Linked DNA regions of Gossypium hirsutum: region 2 is linked to region 1. A link is a contact called in public Hi-C data. All regions are on one chromosome and are shown on one strand. Each heading gives the region's core, a stretch centred on a gene start, on an enhancer-like site or on the middle of the called end of the contact. The rest is flanking DNA. Distances are from core to core; before and after follow the strand shown. Region 1 holds the start of LOC121213859. Region 2 holds the start of LOC121213861 (coleoptile phototropism protein 1).

What was found. Hi-C and Micro-C count contacts between places; a contact is called where the count stands out from the background.
Region 2: a contact with region 1 is called in a Hi-C map of leaf, with 3 times the contacts expected there. The contact joins the promoter of LOC121213861 here to the promoter of LOC121213859 in region 1. A contact is called at or near these places in 5 of 34 Hi-C or Micro-C datasets (anther, callus and leaf).

Annotation. Positions count from the first base shown.
Region 1 is chrD01:14,023,666-14,029,110 of Gossypium_hirsutum_v2.1, forward strand. LOC121213859 reads left to right here and starts at 3,373. Exons shown (of 3, transcript XM_041087099.1): 1 at 3,373-3,749. The coding sequence starts at 3,648.
Region 2 is chrD01:14,222,859-14,228,400 of Gossypium_hirsutum_v2.1, forward strand. It overlaps LOC121213861 (coleoptile phototropism protein 1), which reads left to right and starts at 2,753. Exons shown (of 4, transcript XM_041087102.1): 1 at 2,753-2,926; 2 at 3,030-3,099; 3 at 3,511-4,617; 4 at 4,703-5,091. The coding sequence starts at 2,784. The coding sequence ends at 5,083.

The DNA.
Region 1 (5,445 bases), core at 2,123-4,622:
TATAAAGACTGCCGATTCTTTTACCTTTTAACAAAATGAGAGCTCCACGAGATACTTTAATGTCGCTCGACTCGATGTTGATTCTGCATCCTTTCAAGTCTAAAATACTCAAGGAGATGAGATTCTTTCGTAGATCAGGTACATACCTGACATCTGAGAGTGTCCTAATCGTCCCATCGTGTATCCTAATTTTAACAGTACCAATACCGATTATTTTACTAGATGAATCGTTTCCCATGTGCACAACTCCACCTTCAACTGAACTGTATGTGGAGAACCATTCTCTATTGGGACACATGTGGAAAGAACATCCTGAATCTAGGATCCACTCAGACGTAAGCTTGGAGTTATCGCTCGTTGACACTAACAAGAAATCATCACCGCCTTCATCGACCAAATTAGCACCAGCTACATCTTCCTCGTTACTCTCAGCAGCTCTTTTATTTCGCAGTTTATAACAATCTGCTTTGACGTGACCTAACTTTTTGCAATAGCGACACCTTTTGTCTCGTTTCTTTGATGCTACCAAAACGGAAGCTTGTCTATCTGCTTTGCTATTCAAATCAAACTCATTGTCGAGTTTGTCTCTACTCAACAAATGACCCTTCACATCTTCGAACGAGAGTTTGTCTCTGCCATAAATCAGGGTCTCCCTGAAAGACTTGTATGAAGAGGGTAAAGAGCACAATAATAGCATAGCTTGATCTTCATCGTCAATATAAACCTCAACGTTCTTTAAATCATTTAAAAGAGTAATGAATTGACTGATGTGATCTTTAAGAAGCTCACCTTCGTTCATGCGAAACGTAAATAGACGTTGTTTCAACACTAAACGGTTAGCCAGAGACTTAGTCGCATAAAGAGTTTCTAACCTTTTCCACAAGGCGAATGAGGTCTTTTCCATCAATACCTCCTGCAATACTGTATTCGCGAGGCACAACTGGATTGCAGACAAGGCCTTTTCATCAAGCTCTTCCCATTCTGTTTGATTTAGATTCTCAGGCTTTTTCCCTGTAACAACCTTTTTCAAGCCATTTTGAACTAGAATTGCCATCATCCGAACTTGCCACAGATTGAAATTTGTCTTACCATCGAACTTCTCAATTTCAAACCTTGTTGCTGCCATCTCTGACCGGGCTGATCTATGAAAGTTAAACTAGCTCTGATACCACTTGTTAGGATCGTCCCGATTAAGCAACGAACAAGTAAAAATAGTAGAAGAAATTGAGAAGATGAACACACAAATTTAACGTGGAAAAACCCCTCAAAAGAGGATAAAAAACCACGGGCAAAGATAAATTTACTATAATGGCAAAAGAATGAAGAGTACAAAAGATGGAGATAAAAACTAAACCCCGAAAACCCGAAAAACAAAGAACCCTCAAACGTAAACACAAAATTCTCTGAATGTGTTATGAGTTCTAATCTAATGGGTGTCTCTTAATTCTAAGATTGTAAAGGAGCCTATTTATAGGCTAAATTAGTAAGTCAAATAAACTATACTAATAAATGCTAAATATATTATACTAATAAATACTAAATCTTCTAAAAAGAAAATATATTTTTGTTTAACTTGACTTGCAAGCAATCTCTTAGAATTTGGGTCACACAATTCTAACAGTATCAAAGAAGTACATTAGTTTAATTGTTTGCAATATAAAATTATCTTTAATTAAAAAAGTACTAAAACAATAAAAACATAGAAAATGTTAAAATTTTCGGCTAATAAATAATTAATAATAGAAATTTTCCCTTATATTATCATCCACCAAATACAATATAATCAAGAAATGGTTTAAGAAAAATGGATTTTTTTTTAATATCATTTAAGTACAATTTACGTAGGCATGTGAATCAATCTCAGTTGTGGCGGATGAGCACAATGTTAGGGTTCAACAAAAATGGATTAAAGTTGTCACAGGTTTCTTATAATATTACAAAATCTTAGTACTATTAATAATATTATATTACCGATTTAAAATAAATTCTTTTCATCTAAAAAAAGAGAATATGAATTTAAAATAATTTAAATGTAAATGGTGATTAACTTGAGTTTTCATGGGTTTGATGTTAATTTTATCTTAATTTTATTATTTTAAATATAAAACATTCATATAGATTTTAATTTAATAAAAATCAAATATTTGGGTTGATGTGGGTTTCCGTTTCTTAACACTAAATTAACCTCGATTTAGTTGGTCAATTGTGATGGATTACTAAGCTTTTTGACTCCCATTTTTGTTTACACCCAAATCATCTATATACAAGTAAAAAAATTTACAAATCAAAATATCATATATAATATGTTAGTCCAAGAAAGTATTTAACAATATGATTATGCCAATTGATTGGCATGGGTATTACGTGAATTCAAGTGCGCTGAAATGCATTATCCTCCCATTTATGGGTTGAGATGAGTTATGAGTAATTTCAAGCAGTGGGTTAAAAAGATCAGATATAATCAGAACATGAGATTGTTTAAAAAAAACAATATAATTATTAATGAAAAATAACATTACGCCCACAGTTTGCCGCAATCCAAGCATTTTAAAGTGTGAAAATTATTGGCATGCATGGATTGTATTTTCTTGGATCTAATTTAAAAGCATCAATCAATGAATTCAGTCCCACCAAAGTTTTGTTGAGAATTCTTGACTAACCAAATATGCCACTTCTTTATTTCTTTATTATATGTGGATTTAGGTTGGGTTGGCTATCTCCTCTTTCTTCTTCTTGTTTTTGCTTTTTGTTATTGATATTCTTGGTGGTTAGAAGAGGAAGGAGGGAGGAGAAAGATTTGATGAGGTTTAATATTATTGAAAGAGACATATCTGATGTGGTAGGATGTTCTATAATAAATCTAAAACTATACTGAAATAGCATCCACCTCCTTACCATTCCAACTAACATATAACTACCAAATTATAACACATTTAGACAGTAATAAATGTCAAACCTTTGCCCATTTCTTCCTGCCACATTACCTGTGTTCATCATTTTTGTACCTAGCCGCCGGCAGAAGTGTATCCCCAAAAACAATAAATTTATAATCCAAAGGAACAGAGCAAAAACAATGATTAGAAGGATGAAGTGGATTAAAATAATTACCTTTCTCCTTTCAACAATTTCCGAAAACGATACATATTTGATCCTTCAGTTTAGATTTCACTAACTAAATACTTCTCGCTTGGAGATAAGTGAAAACTAAAATGAAAGAACCAAATTAGATGTATCCAAGCCAGAAAGAACAGAGTCAACAAGAAGAAAAATTCTGGGATTTATGCAAGATTAGAGAGGGTTGTTGGGGGTTATTTTAGTCAATTGTTGGGTTGCTTTGTGTTTTCTTCTCTCCTTGGAAATGCTGTGCAGCTGTTAAAGCCTGTAAATCGTGCGACTCCTTGCGGGAATATTCTTCTCAGTTTCTTGGAAATTGATTGCTTGACTTGGATTAACTACTAAAAAAAAAAAAACATTAACAACACGATGCTACGGACGATGGTGTCAGTTGACTTGCTTAAGTTTGAAAATAATCGGTCGACACCGGCGGAAGCCGTGCGATCATTAGGCAGGACCACAATGGAGATGCAACTGTTTATAAGATATTGAAGAGGAAAAGTAGAACACGCAAATGGTAGCTACTAGTAAGTATGAAAACAATGCAATGTTCCATGTTTACGATTAGGAAAAAGAGACATCATTATCATCCCCTTCCGTTTCCAAAACCAAAACTCTTATGGAAATGCCATCAGGTATGCTTTTAATCTTCATTCATTCTTATTCTGCATCTACCCCTACGTAGTCTCACTCTTTTTTATATTAATAATATGCACCAATCTCTTCCAATAAAATCAAGCTTTACTATATATATTTTTTATATTTTATGTTAATAATATTCAATTAATTTTAATGTTATATATATTTATATGATTGATATTTAATGCAAGATATAAACTGTTAGTGTAGATGAACTACAAACTTATATATATTATTGTTGAGGGGAGGCATCCTTTCAAAGAAATTTGTATAGTATCATTTGTCTAAAGTCAATGGACCTCTTAATGGATTGATGTTATCTTCGGATCGAGTAGAGGTTTTTTACTCCCAACTTTATCGAGAGCCCAAGTATCGAAGGCGAGATTCATGGAGTGAGAACGCCTTATTAAATCAAGAGATAAAATAAGGGTCAGGGTTCAAACCCTACTAAGCGCATAATTCTCATATCCCCTTAATAGGTGGCCATGCGCCATGTACAACCTGATCTAATGAGACACTATTGCTCTATGAACCCCGCCTTTGCAATCTGGACTCTTGACAAAGTTATAAGATAAAAACTCCAGCTCGACAATATCAACTCGTTGAGGGGTCTATTAGCACCTTTTTGTTTTGAGAGGAGATGACTCCTTTAGGAGAAGTTTTCGAAATGTCGTTCATCTGAAGTTGATGAACCCCTCAACAGATTGATGTTGTTCAAGGATGAAGTCAAGATTGTGTCAATGGCCAAAAAAAAGCTATTAATCTACCTCAAATTCCCTTCCTCTTAAGTATTTTCTGAAGAAAAATGTAGTTATAGTTCACTTTAGTCCCAAATTATAATTTGACTATTCTATCTTCCTCCCATAAACTTTAGAACTCATGATGGTCTAGGAATAAAAGAAAGAGATACTGGGCGGTTTCTTGAAGAAATATCTCCAACGTTTAAAAGATTTAAATTATAAACACTAATTCGATTAAAAAAATTACAGAAATATCTTTTTGTGAGTAAAATAAATTATATTGTTTGAGGGTACTTTGGTCTTTTTATTTTAACAAAAAATAATAAAAAATATACATATTGTGGGAACCCACAGTAATTGGATTACAAAAACTTCAGTTTTTTATTTTTTATACGTTTTTATTTTAATATGTATAATTTATTACATTAGTTGTATATTTGTACTATTAATAAAACTGATGTCGCAACTAGAGGTGCTCATGGGTCGAGCCCATGAAAGATATCTAGACCAATTTTTTTAGCCCAATCTGATTTGACTCGAAAAATAGGTTTACTTTTTTTTCCTAAGCCCAGTCCAATTTAAGAAAGATAACTTTGGGTTTGACTTGACCTGCCCATATTTGATTTTTTTATATTAGTTTTTATTTAAATTTAAAAAAAAAGAATACACGGTAAAAAACACTAAAATAAATGTTTTGTAACACATTAAAATACATTTAAAAAGTATTTATATTAAAAAAATACTACCATAAATATAATAAATGTTTTATTATATTAAAAAATAGAAATAAATATCGTAAATATTTTATTGTATTAAATATAATTTTTAAGATTTTATATTTTAGTTTGGTAAGATTTTTTAATTTTTGGGTAATGGGTTTAAGTATTATTGGGTTAGTGATTTAATATAAATATATATAAATATTTAACATATATAATTAATATAATTAATT
Region 2 (5,542 bases), core at 1,503-4,002, 200 kb after region 1:
TAATGCATAACACGATCAAATATAAAAGTATTGCAAAACTATTTAAATAGTAACTAAATAAATCTAAGTCCTACCTACAAAAATATTCATGAAGTCAACCATATTATTAGTATTATAGTAATAGTGATTTATACAAGCTAAATCTTCTAATTAAGAGGGACAAATAAAATTATTTTTTATGCATATCATTTTTATCACTTGGATTGAAAGAATATTTAATTTTGCAATTCTCATATATAGTTACGAGATAAAATATGATTCCCTTCACAATATAAAAGCTATTTAGCTGTTTTTTAGTGCCATGAGAGTGCAATATGTAAAGCACAAGATGAACACAAACACAAGATGCAAAAAATCACACTAGCAACAATAATTTTAAACAGATATGCTAATTTTTAATCTATATTCAATAAATACAAGATTATATAGACAACCAATCCTAATTTCTTCTAAGATTTGTATTAATGTTTTCTAAAAAAATTTCAAGGATTTGTATTAATGTTCTCTTAAAAATATAAATCAATCAAGATATTAGTAATCTCATACAAAATCAATATCCCAAAATCATTTCATCTATAAAAACTTAGTCTCGCATAAAAATCCTAATTTATCACAAGTAAAATCACAAATTTAAATTTTTAGATACTAATTAACAAAGCTCGAAAAGAAAAAAAGAATTACTATCAAATTATTAGGAAAATATACTTAAAAAGTATTCAAAGATTAATAATCTACCATGTAAAACTTATGGAGAGAGTGTGAAAAAATAATAAAATTTTGAGGAAAAAAATTATGAATGTTGAAAGAAAAAAATTAAAGATTTTTAGATTTTAGTAGATGTTTTCAAATATTTTTGTGGGGTCAAAAACTCAATTTTTTACTTATATTATTCTTTTTATAAGGTTTTTTTTCTTAAATATTTTTTTTGTAGGATCAATTAACCTCACAATCCTACATGTGGTTCCATCATTGCTAATAACCAAGTGACATAATTTTTGGACGACTTGTAACTTTTCAATTGAAACTATTAGAACATTATATATATTTTAAAAATATTCTATATTGCACGTGGACTTGGATATGATGGGAGGAGTTTTTAAATAAATCTTGATTTGCTCTGATAACAGTCAAAGGACTATTTAAATTAGATGTCATTAGATTTTCACGAATTTACGGAAATATAATGACAATTGACATCTTTAAAATTTGAATTTTGGTATTCATCTTATAAAATTTAATTTTCTAATTCTATCTATTAGTTGTTAAGTACTTGACTGCTCTCTATATACCCAACTTATGTGGATCGTCCATAGCTTGTGGTTGAAGATTATAGGTTAAAAGGTTGAAGAGTTAGTATTCCGAAACACAAATAAGTTATTCGTATTTCTGTTTTACTCTTTTTACAAAGTCCAATAGAGAAACATCTTGAAAGTGAGAGTGTAAGAGCAAGAAGCTCAGTAGTTGACACTTCATGCAGCTCTTTTCCGTACTTGTTATTAATTACTCTACTCCTCTTTAAGACTAGGCCACAACTTCTTACACACTGGATTGCCGCCTGAGCTTTTGCTTCAAAGGAACTTTCATATATTTGTGTGGCCTTTTGAATTAGAGAGGTCTTTCTCTTAGCTGACCATCATAAATACCTTCTCTTATATGGGTCCATAGCATAGACTATCCACAAATTCTTGGATCATCATCATTCTGCCTTTCCAGGTATTTTCAGCCATGAAATTGTAATATTTCGTTATGTATTTAAAGTATTAAAAATAGATATGTGCAATATGATTTATGAATTTTTATAAATTATTAACAATATTATTGTCATAGCATCAGTTTGTAATTATATATTGTATATACAAACAATTAGTAATTTTCTTTTTCAAATTGTACAATTGAATTAAACTTAAAGTTATATTTATACATATGAATCACAATAAAAGTTTCACATGCATGATTACATGAATCATAAACTTCTTCAATTGATTTTACATTTTATATAACTTATTTATTTTAATAGCTTGAAAATATAAATGAGATTACTATTAATTTGTTCATTGAGTTCAATGCGTATAATTAATAAAATTGAGAAATGGTTAAAAAATTAAAAAAAAATTATAAAGACCAGTAACTTGTATATTATAATGGTAATTTTTACTTTTGAATTTTTTTAAAAACTAATTCTTTAAAAAAACTACTGGAATTTTATAATGTAATTTGAAAATAAATAATTGCTTTCATTGAGAAGAAAAAAAAATTAGTTTCTACTTATCATTCTTTCACCCATATAATAAATATCATTTGATCTAAATTTTTTTTCTTATTTTTCATGTCTGTTCTAAGTATCATATTTGTTATTCATAACTACCCCTTTCAACAATACCATCTCTAATGTTTGAACTTTAATCTAATATTTATTAAACATATATAATTCTATCAACTTTTTCCTCCCAAAAGATTATGGTACTTTTCTTGATATAATACATGGAGCAATCATAAAATCGACACTGACGTAAAAGGGTGATTGGTGTAATGATATATATGGATGAGAATCAAGAACATAAATTGTCAATGTGTTGGCTATAAGCTGTCCATCCATATATTCTTACTGTGGCAGACAGGCAAAGGGTACCAAACCATCTTCATGGCTTTAACCACTTTGGAATAATTAAATGCAATAAATAACCCCCACCCATCTCTGCCCACGTACACTGCTAATTCATTGTGTATAAATAACACTACAGCCCAAAGATGATGGTTCAAGGACTTATAGCTATCGAGGAAAAATGAGGTCTAAGATGATGGGTTGTAGAGAGGAACATCAGAGTACTCATGGTTCAGTGCTGGGTGGGAAGCCTAACCATTGTGTTATTTATCCACCAAAGTCTAGCATTGTTGCTGGGGAATTGGAAAGAAGAAACAATGACTGGTTAAATTCTTCTTCTTCTTCTGGTACATATAGGTATATATAATGGTGGTGTTTATGTAGAGATGATATTAATAAGCTCCTGTTTTGATTTCGTCTGACGCAGGTTTGTTAGGACCAAAGTTGCAAGTGATTTAATGGTGCAGGTTGGAGATTTTAGCTTTCACTTACACAAGGTCAGCAACAACTATATACTTGTCTTTATTAGTGAAGCATGGGATTATTATTAATTTTGCCAGATGAAAATAAACTTATTTTTGTAAATTATTATAAATTTGGGGAGGGGATGGCTTGCATAAAAATATATTTCATATATTATGTAGGGAATCGTTTTACCAAATATTATGCCTTTTGTTTCTGATGGGATATATGTGGACAGATTTGTCATTATCATGCTCATATTGTGCCCAACACAAAGGCCAACTGTATTTTCGTATTATGTTTTAATTTTTTTTATAATTTACCATATTAATTCAATTTTAACTTTACAATCATTTATGTGAAATTAGTAATTCATTGCATTTGTCATATCTTAAGATAATTAGCTATTACAATTTATAAACAAGTGATCATGTTGTGATCCTCAGCTTGCTATGGTTTCGAAAAGTGGGTATTTGAATAGACTTGTATTTGCAAAAAGAAGTGAGGGACATGGACACAATGGAGGCAGCCTCAAGATTGTGTTGGATGACCTTCCTGGTGGAACCATCACCTTTGAATCAATTGTCAACTTCTGCTATGGATTTAAGGTGGATGTAACAGCTGCCTCCATTGCTCCACTCTATTGTGCTGCAAATTTCTTGGAAATGAGTGATGATCTTCACCAAGGTAATCTCATTTCCAAAACAGAGGCGTTTTTGAGCTTTGCAATTTTCTCATCTTGGAAAGACACTTTTAAGGTACTCAAAAGCTGTGAATCTGTGTCACCTTGGTCCAAAGATTTGCTTATTGTGAAACAATGCTCCGATGCCATTGCTTGGAAGGCCTCAACTGACCCCAAAGCTTTTACTTTAGGACAAAATAGTAATGGGAACTTGAATGTTGGAGAATCAAGTGATACTTGGTGGTTTCAAGATGTTTCGACCCTTCGAATTGATCATTTTATCCAAGTGATCGAATCGATTAAACGAAAAGGGGTGAAACCGGAGCTTGTTGGATCATGTATAGCTCATTGGACGGCGAAATGGTTTTCGGGTACCACATTTGTATTTGATGACCCAACAATACCCAAGCATTTGACTCAAAAGCTACAAAGAATTACCATTGAAAGTTTAATTAATATGCTTCCAGCGGAGAAAAACTCAGTTTCTTGCAACTTTCTACTTTACCTTGTCAAGTTGGGGCTGAAAATACAAGTAAATTCTGAGTTGTTGAGCAAACTAGAAACAAGAATAGCTTCCATGTTGGAGCAATGTTGTGCTCAAGATCTCTTGGTTAAGAACTATGGAGATAAGGATACTACATATGATGTTGGAATTGTGATTAGGGTGGTCAAAGCTTATGTTTTATTGGCCTTGAAAAACTCTAGGGCAAGACTATGCATTGTTGGAAGGTTGATTGATGGTTACCTTACTCTAATTGCAAGGGATATTAACCTTACGCTCATTGATTTCAAATTACTTGTGGACGCATTACCGACAAATGCTCGATCGTGCGATAACAACCTTTATAGAGCCATAGACATGTACCTCAAGGTATGTACTTCACCCCTGAATAACTTACTTTCTTTCTATGTAATAGTAGTTTACCTAATTCAAAGTTTGTGCAACGATTGTGTAGGCACATCCAAGTCTAATGGAGGAAGAAAGAGCTAGTGTGTGCAAAGCAATGGAGTATCATAGATTATCAGAAGATGCACGCCAACATGCAATGAGGAACGGCCGATTGCCGTTGAAAATCGTAACGGAATTCATGCTTCTTGAGCAAGTAAAAATGGCTAGATCGATATCAGCTTCTAAGTCAAATATTAATCCAAGAACGACGACTCAAGTAATAATGAAGATGAATAATAAAAAATGTTTAGAGAAGGGATTCATAGCACCTCAAAAAGAGATTATGTTGATAAGAAAAGAGGTGGAGAATATGAAGATGCAACTCAATCAGTTGCAAATGTGTAAACTAAAGCTTCAAAAACAAGTTCAAAGATCATGCATCAAGTAGAACATAAAGCTTTGTTTTCATCAACAAATTTTATCACTCTCCCCGTGGTTTTACATGGTCACTAGGACTATAACTATATATGCTCAAGCATATCAATTCTTTGAACTTTGAAAAACTAACGTAAAATATGTCAAATTTTTAACCTAATTACCAAGATTTAATAATCCCTTTCCTTATAAAAAATCAATAAAAATTATATATAATAAAAATATATATTTTGAATATATAATGTAACACATATAATATAAAATAAAGTGTTCAATCATATGCAATAAGAAGAAGAAGAAAAAACCTTAAAATTTTGGGCCCAAAAATGGCCAACTTAACCTGCTCCAATTGCATTGAACCTGGGGCATTAGACTCTTTGGATATGGACCATTAAAACCATACTTTGAACTTTAAAATTAGGCCCATAGAATTGAGTTTAAATTTAAACTCTGGACCTCACAAAATGAAACT